Linked DNA regions of Mus musculus: region 1 is linked to region 2. A link is a contact called in public Hi-C data. All regions are on one chromosome and are shown on one strand. The core of a region is the stretch at or near the end of the contact, and the rest is flanking DNA. Distances in the headings are between cores, read along the strand shown. Region 1 has its middle 46 kb from the start of Gm46170. Region 2 has its middle 61 kb from the start of Gm33404.

Evidence for each region. Hi-C and Micro-C count contacts between places; a contact is called where the count stands out from the background.
Region 1: a contact with region 2 is called in a Hi-C map of cerebellum, with 2.2 times the contacts expected there. The contact joins two enhancer-like sites. A contact is called at or near these places in 11 of 39 promoter capture datasets (the 3T3-L1 cell line, the C10 cell line, the HPC-7 cell line and 7 more), 6 of 15 datasets of contacts at CTCF or cohesin (the NIH/3T3 cell line, hippocampal excitatory neurons, large pre-B cells and 2 more), 163 of 484 Hi-C or Micro-C datasets (the 3T3-L1 cell line, 3T3-L1-derived adipocytes, the AML12 cell line and 84 more), 21 of 115 datasets of contacts at active chromatin or transcription factors (the HPC-7 cell line, the NIH/3T3 cell line, PVALB interneurons and 16 more) and 2 of 9 other capture datasets (adipose tissue and liver).

The regions. Positions count from the first base shown.
Region 1 is chr1:167,219,761-167,222,844 of GRCm38.p6, forward strand. No RefSeq gene overlaps it. Among named protein-coding and RNA genes, the nearest start is that of Gm46170, 46 kb to the right of the region's middle. Within about 2 kb of position 1,266, at least 41 of the 459 cell types and tissues checked have an H3K27ac peak or open chromatin away from gene starts, as enhancers often do. A contact at or near this core is called in ECoMG-derived neutrophils, bone marrow-derived macrophages, cerebellar granule neurons and 2 more, where this site is marked.
Region 2 is chr1:166,792,139-166,795,651 of GRCm38.p6, forward strand. No RefSeq gene overlaps it. Among named protein-coding and RNA genes, the nearest start is that of Gm33404, 61 kb to the right of the region's middle. Within about 2 kb of position 1,698, at least 59 of the 459 cell types and tissues checked have an H3K27ac peak or open chromatin away from gene starts, as enhancers often do. A contact at or near this core is called in ECoMG-derived neutrophils, bone marrow-derived macrophages, cerebellar granule neurons and 2 more, where this site is marked.

The DNA.
Region 1 (3,084 bases), core at 16-2,515, 430 kb after region 2:
AGTAGAAACAGCTGTAGCCTTGGGGCTGGGGAGGTGGCCATACAAGCATGAGGGCCTGAATGCAGTCCCAGAATCCTCTGGATCCTACAGCACACATCCATTTCGTGGGCAGGGACATGCCACCTTACAGAACCTGTGGTCTCTAGCCACATGAGAGAAACCCCTCTAAAATAAATAAATAAATGGTATAGGATGACGTGATGATACACACCTAATAAATAAATAAATAAATGGTATAGGATGACGTGATGATACACACCTTTAACCCCAGCACCCAAGAAGGCAGGAGGCAGGTCTCTGTGAGTTAGAGACCAGCCTGGTCTACATAGTGGGATATTATCAATAATAATAATAATAGAAGAAGAAGAAGAAGAAGAAGAAGAAGAAGAAGAAGAAGAAGAAGAAGAAGAAGAAGAAGAAGAGGAGGAGGAGGAGGAGGAGGAGGAGGAGGAGGAGGAAGAGGAAGAGGGGAAGAGGAAGAAGAAGAAGAAGAAGAAGAAGAAGAAGAAGAAGAAGAAGAAGAAGAAGAAGAAGAAGAAGAAGAGGAGGAGGAGGAGGAGGAGGAGAGGAAGAAGAGGAAGAAGAGAAAGAAGAAGAAGAGGAGAAGAAGAAAGGAAGAAGAAGAAGAGGAGGAGGAGGAGGAGGAGGAAGAGGAAGAAGAGAGTGATTGAGGAAGACACTTGACAACTTCTAGCCTACACACACACATATACACTCACACCTACACACCCATCCACACACACATCCACACTCCCTCCCCCCATCCCAATCCACTCACAATTGTTGCCATGGAGAAATTAAGGGAGTTAGTTTCTATGTGCTCTAGTGGAGGCTTAAATATTTTTTTAAAGTCATATTAGTAGTTAATACTTTTAATAGCACCTGAGTATACATCTCTTAAATATCAATAGCCAGTCAAATGGCTGTCCAGGAACTGAAGCCACCCACTCCTGCTGCCGTCTGAATCCCCACCACTAGATGGCAGACACACACCAGACTTCCTGTCATTTAGGTTAGACCTTTGCAGCAGCTGAATTCAGTTTTCCAGTGATCCCGGAGAACCAGCACATTTCTTAGCATCCTTCACAGGTTTGGTTTGCTTTTTGGAGGGGTGTTTGTCTGTCTGTCTGTCTGTCTGTCTGTCTGTCTGTTTAAGTATGAGTGAACACATAACAAACACAGGAAAAATCTAGTGTGATTTTACAATGGAGGCCGTTTACTTCAGAGGAAGCAGATGGCACTGGGAGGGCTCCTCTGAAATGCACACGTGTGATGAGCATCCCGTCCAGGCAGGGGAGCTGTCACCAGGTGCTGGCTTGCCCCAGCCAGGACAGTCAGAACTCAACACACAAGTCCTTGGAGCCACTGAATCCAAACAGTACAAGTCAGGGCCCAGGGTAGATGTGGTGTTTACATAGAGGGTAGTTTTATGTTCCTAAGATGTATATACCAGGGCTTAGTCCTGTCTCTAATGGGTTCCCATGTTATTTTAGCTCATGGTTTATTGAAATATGTATGTAAGTATACACGCAAGACTAGGGTAACAGCTAGCTCATAGTTTCGGTTTTGCAATGTTGGGGATTGAGCCTGGACCTCTTGCTTATGCTAGGCAGGTGCTTTGGTACCAAGAAACATCCCCAGTCGAGAAAATGACCTCTTAAATTGTTCTCTTTGTGGTGGCGAAGGGGCGATTGGGAGGGATTTTTCTGAGATAGGGTCTTTGTATGTGACCCAAGATGACTTCAAATTTGTCATCTTGCCTCAGCTTAATATTGGGGTCACAGGTATGTGCCATTAACTTAAACTTTAGATCCGCCTTAAAGCACCTAAACACCCCCAGCATATCGTGAAGGAATCCACCTACCCTAGTCTCTTGAAGCCTACAATGCCATGTTCCAAGACCCTCTCTCTACTCCTTGTATTGAAGCCATTGTCTGCAAGCCAGCCCATTGATGGCTTCATTAAAGCAATGTTAATCTGGAGCTAAAACTGGGAGACTCACAACTACCTGTGACTTCAATTCCATGGCATCTGATGCCCTCTTTTGGCCTGAGGATACCATGCAAACAAGCGGTACCGATATACCATGAAGGCAAAACAGCCATACACATAGAAAGAATTAAGAGCAGCATCACTGCCCTGCCTCACCAGCAAAACCACCCTAGGGAAAGAGGGGACACTGCTGAGGCTCCTATCCAGAGGCCTGCCTAGTTCCAGGGTTAGCAAAAAGCAAGCATCTGGAAAGACAGGATGAGAAGTAGAGATGAAGGGAAGCTAAGACATGGGAACTGTCAGGAACGACAAAGAGCAAAAGCCAGTTGTGTGAAAGGCCCTGGATGTAGGTCTTTTAAAAACAGGAATAAGCTGGATGTGATTGTGTGTGCCTTTAATCCCAGCACTTGGGAGGCTGAGGCAGGTGGATCTCTCTGAGTTCAGAGGCCATTCTGGTCAACATGGCACAGGGCTATATAGCAAGACTCTTACCTCAAAGAACCAATCAATCAATCAATAAATAATCAAGCAAGAATAGAAAGGCTGGAGCGATGCCTCAGTAGTTCAGAGCACTTACTGCTCTTTCAGAGGATCCAGGTTTGGGTCCCAGCACCCACATGGTGCCTCACTCCAACACTTTGTGCGTTGCATGCACATATATAGTACACATACATACATACATGCACATGTATGTTTTAAAAGTACACACATATACCTTCATTCACATCATAGTGAGTTGTCATTAATGTAAGCTTCCTTACACATGCCCCACCCCGCTACCTTCCCTCCCCCGACCCCACCCCTAGCTCACTCCACCTAGGTTTAGTTCTCCTTTTCAACAGAGAGAAGTGGGTAGGTCTGGAAGGCGGCAGAGGCTACACAAAGGACATCAGTGAGAACAGTGTCAGCGTTCCTAGAACCTCAGCCTCCCAGAAACCATGTGATAGGGAGTGCAAGGTAACTAACCCTGGGAGAGCCCTGGGAGTCTGTCCCACACACATCCCAAGACCAGGACAGGAGGCAGGCTAAGCACCCCTGCTTCCTCCAGAAATGCAAGGCCCAGCCCTCCCTCCGCCCAATTCTCACAGCAGG
Region 2 (3,513 bases), core at 448-2,947:
TTTACTTCCTAGCACCAAGAGAGAGAGGGAGAGAGAGAGAGACATAGAGACAGACAGACAGACAGACAGACAGAGACAGAGACAGAGAGACAGACAGAGACAGACAGAGACAGAGAAAAAGACAGAGACAGAAGAACACAAGTGAATCTGATACAAATTTCCACCTTAGGAAAACAAAACAAAGAGTAAATTGAATCTGAACCAAGCAGAAGGCAATAATAAAGATCATGACAAAAATCAATGATTTGAAATTGAACGATCTGAAAAGCAATAGAGTGAATCAATGAAACTTAGTGAAGCTTTTTTTTAAAAATGGATAAAAACACAAATTACTAATATCAAGAGTGGCATTGCCAATATCAAGATACCACTGTACCTCCCATTACCAGTACAAATCTATCAAGCGCATGCTAATAATTCTGAAATCTAAGGTGAAATGGATCAATACTTAGATAGATACAAACAACCAAAATTGTTCAACAGAAATAATCTCAATAATCAGAACTTTAGGAAAGAAATTTAATCTGTAGTTCAATTCTCTCTCCAGCTAAAGCTTCGCATTTGTGTGGCTTACTTCATGAGTTCTGCCAAGCATTTAGGGAGGAAGTTACATCAATTTTATACCAACTGCTTCACGAAGCACCTCCCAACTTGTTTTATGCCATCATTGTACTGACCACATTCAACGCTGTAAGGAAACAAACTGCAGACCCGTGTGTACTTAGGAACCTGAAAGCAAATGCAACAACAAAGCAAAAGTCATTCCCAGTGATAGCTAGCATAGAGATCCAGCATGAGCAAGTGGGACTTAATTCCAAGACTGTAAATCTACCGATTTATAAAATCCAAACAACATGACCTCCACTTCTATCGGGGGACAAGGCCCTATAGGTGATAATGGGACACAGTGGGGCACATGAGTGGTATCAGGATCACCGAACTTCTGTTCCCAATAGAGGTCATTTATATTAATTATGTTTCTCATTGTTGTAACCAAACACCCGACAGAAGCAAATTAAAGAAGGAAGGGTATTTTGGGCTCATGGTTTAAGAAGGGATACAGTCTACCACAGAGGGTAGGCAGGGAAGTGGGCACACGAGGCAGATGGTCACATTGCATCTGAGTCAGGAAGCAGAGAGCTGACAGGAAGTAGAGCTCAGACAGAAACCTCAAGGTTCATCTCCAGCAGCCCACGTCCTGCAGTGAGGCTCTGCCTCTTCAAGGTTCCATAACCTTCTGAAATAGAGTCTCCCATTTGGCACACTTCTCTTGAACCCACAGCCCACGGTGATCTCACAGAACTGCACTGGTAGCCTTTTCTGGTTGTTGTTGAACATAATCACTCAAGAAATTCTTAGGAGCTATCTCTGGAGAGCTGGACACAGTTGTGGGTATAATGCTGCCTAGAGAAGAGACACAACAATACCTCCCACAGCCTCCTGGGAAAGATCCAGTCTCAGGCCTCAATCCAGATCAACAGAACCAACACCAGCTCAGAAAAGGACAAGCAAAAAAAATTTTTTTTTCTGAAGAACTTAGCCAACATAGAAGCTTTCTTTAGCGGATAATGCACTTATACAAACATCTGATGACCCCTTTCTTTCTAAAGTGACACTGAGACCTGGGGACTGGCTGTTCTTCTCTTGACAAGAGGTCCTGTTACAACAATCCCCTAGAACTGAATCACAGACTGGTACAGGCCTGCCAAGAATCCTGACTCACCAGCCAAATGGTACTCCAAGGACACCCAAGGACATGGCTGGAGCTGCAGCCACCTGTGAAGCAAACTGAGAACCAAAAGGCTGCCCAGACCCAGGCTCGGTCTGTGGGATGTTTGCTGGGAAGGTCAGCCAGATCTCAGTTCCACCCTCCTCACCTCTTATGTCTTTAGTGGCTAGTTTTAGTTCTCAAAGCTAACTAGAACACCAAATTCCTTTCACTAAGACTCAGACTAAGACACAGACTTAAAAGAATGAGGAAAACCTGCCTTTATGGGAACTTTGGAAAATTAAAAGAACTGAACAGCAGTCAGAATTGCAAAGCTGGTAATATATATTTTATAAGGGTTAACTTTCTCATACTTCCTTTTATAGAGCAAGAGATATTTGAATTCCTCTTCTAGTCAAAGAGGGAAAGTAAGCCTTGAACCTCCAAATTTACTCAACAATCAGATCAGCTCAACCCGAAATCTCACAAATTCCATCTTAGACCTGTCAAGGTCACATATGCCCATTGTCAACACAAGTTAGTTCTCAGTAGCCTGCCCTCCTGGAATCCCGAACCATGTCAGTCAGGCATTTAGCCCAGGACACCATGAGCAGCTTGGATGCTGTGTACACTTAAGTTTCTACCCATCTTGGGGTGTGGGGAATCGATTCAACTCTTCAGCTGTGTCACATCACATGGTCCCTGGTAAAATGTTTCACCAACGAGTTTAGTGTAGAAGGCAAGACGAGCTTAGCAAAGCTTTTAGTTATACTACGCACTTGATGCTGTATTAACTGCTCCTGAAGTCAAGACAGAGGATACAGTCCCCGAACAGTTGTCTCCATCCCTAGTCAAGTTAATTCCATCTTTTTTTCCTGTTTTCTTCAAAGGCCTTATGCACTAACCCTTTCCCTGTGGCTGTTTACCCATCAGAAGCCTCACTCAGCAGAGGAGGAGCCCTCTTGTGGCCAAGATGGTATCTTATTTGTCCGTAGAGGCCCAGATCCCAGCATGGTGCCTGTCACGTAGACTCAATAAATGTTGAACGAATGGGCAACGTCCTGCTATGTGAATGAGAATATTCTCCAGTAAGTGTGCCGTCCTAACGATCTTCTCTGAGGGCATTGGCCTGCTGTTTCCCCGTGGTGTTAGAAATGGAGAAGGCTGACTGAATAATTCCACGGCTTCCTTCTGAGCTCTTCCCTTAGACACAGACCACTGTCAGGTTGCTAATACTGTTTCCCTGGGCCCACCACGAAGGATGCCGAGCCTTATCACTCTAAGGTGTTTGCTTCACGTAGCAACTTGCTTTTTAATGAGCTTGTTTATCTCACCATCTCGGATGTTAATGTGGTCGGGAGGGAAGCATGCTGATTGACTATTACCAAGCAAAGTGGAAAGCCTCCAGGGAGAGCATCAGCTACAAGCTATGTGCTAACAATTATTCAATAACCAAATTTTCTTAAAAGAGAGAGAGAGAGAGAGAGAGAGAAACAACACAAGAAGAAGTTGGAAAAAGCACAAAATGAGCCACAGAAAAATAGGACAAGTTTGAAAGTTGCTCACATATCCAACTCTCAGCTTCTAGCTGGAGCCTGCTGGACTGTAAAGTGACTTCTGGCACGTCTACTTTACAGAGAGAAAATAATCCTAGGCATAAAGAAAGGTAGGTTTAAGGCCCACTGCTCCATCTTTCTCAATCTTTCCTTTTCTGATTTGCTTTCATGGTAGCAGTCTGGTTGTTGACATCTGGCATTTTCTTACAGGACAGCTCCAGCTCGTTGCTCTGTATTTGCAAACTTCCC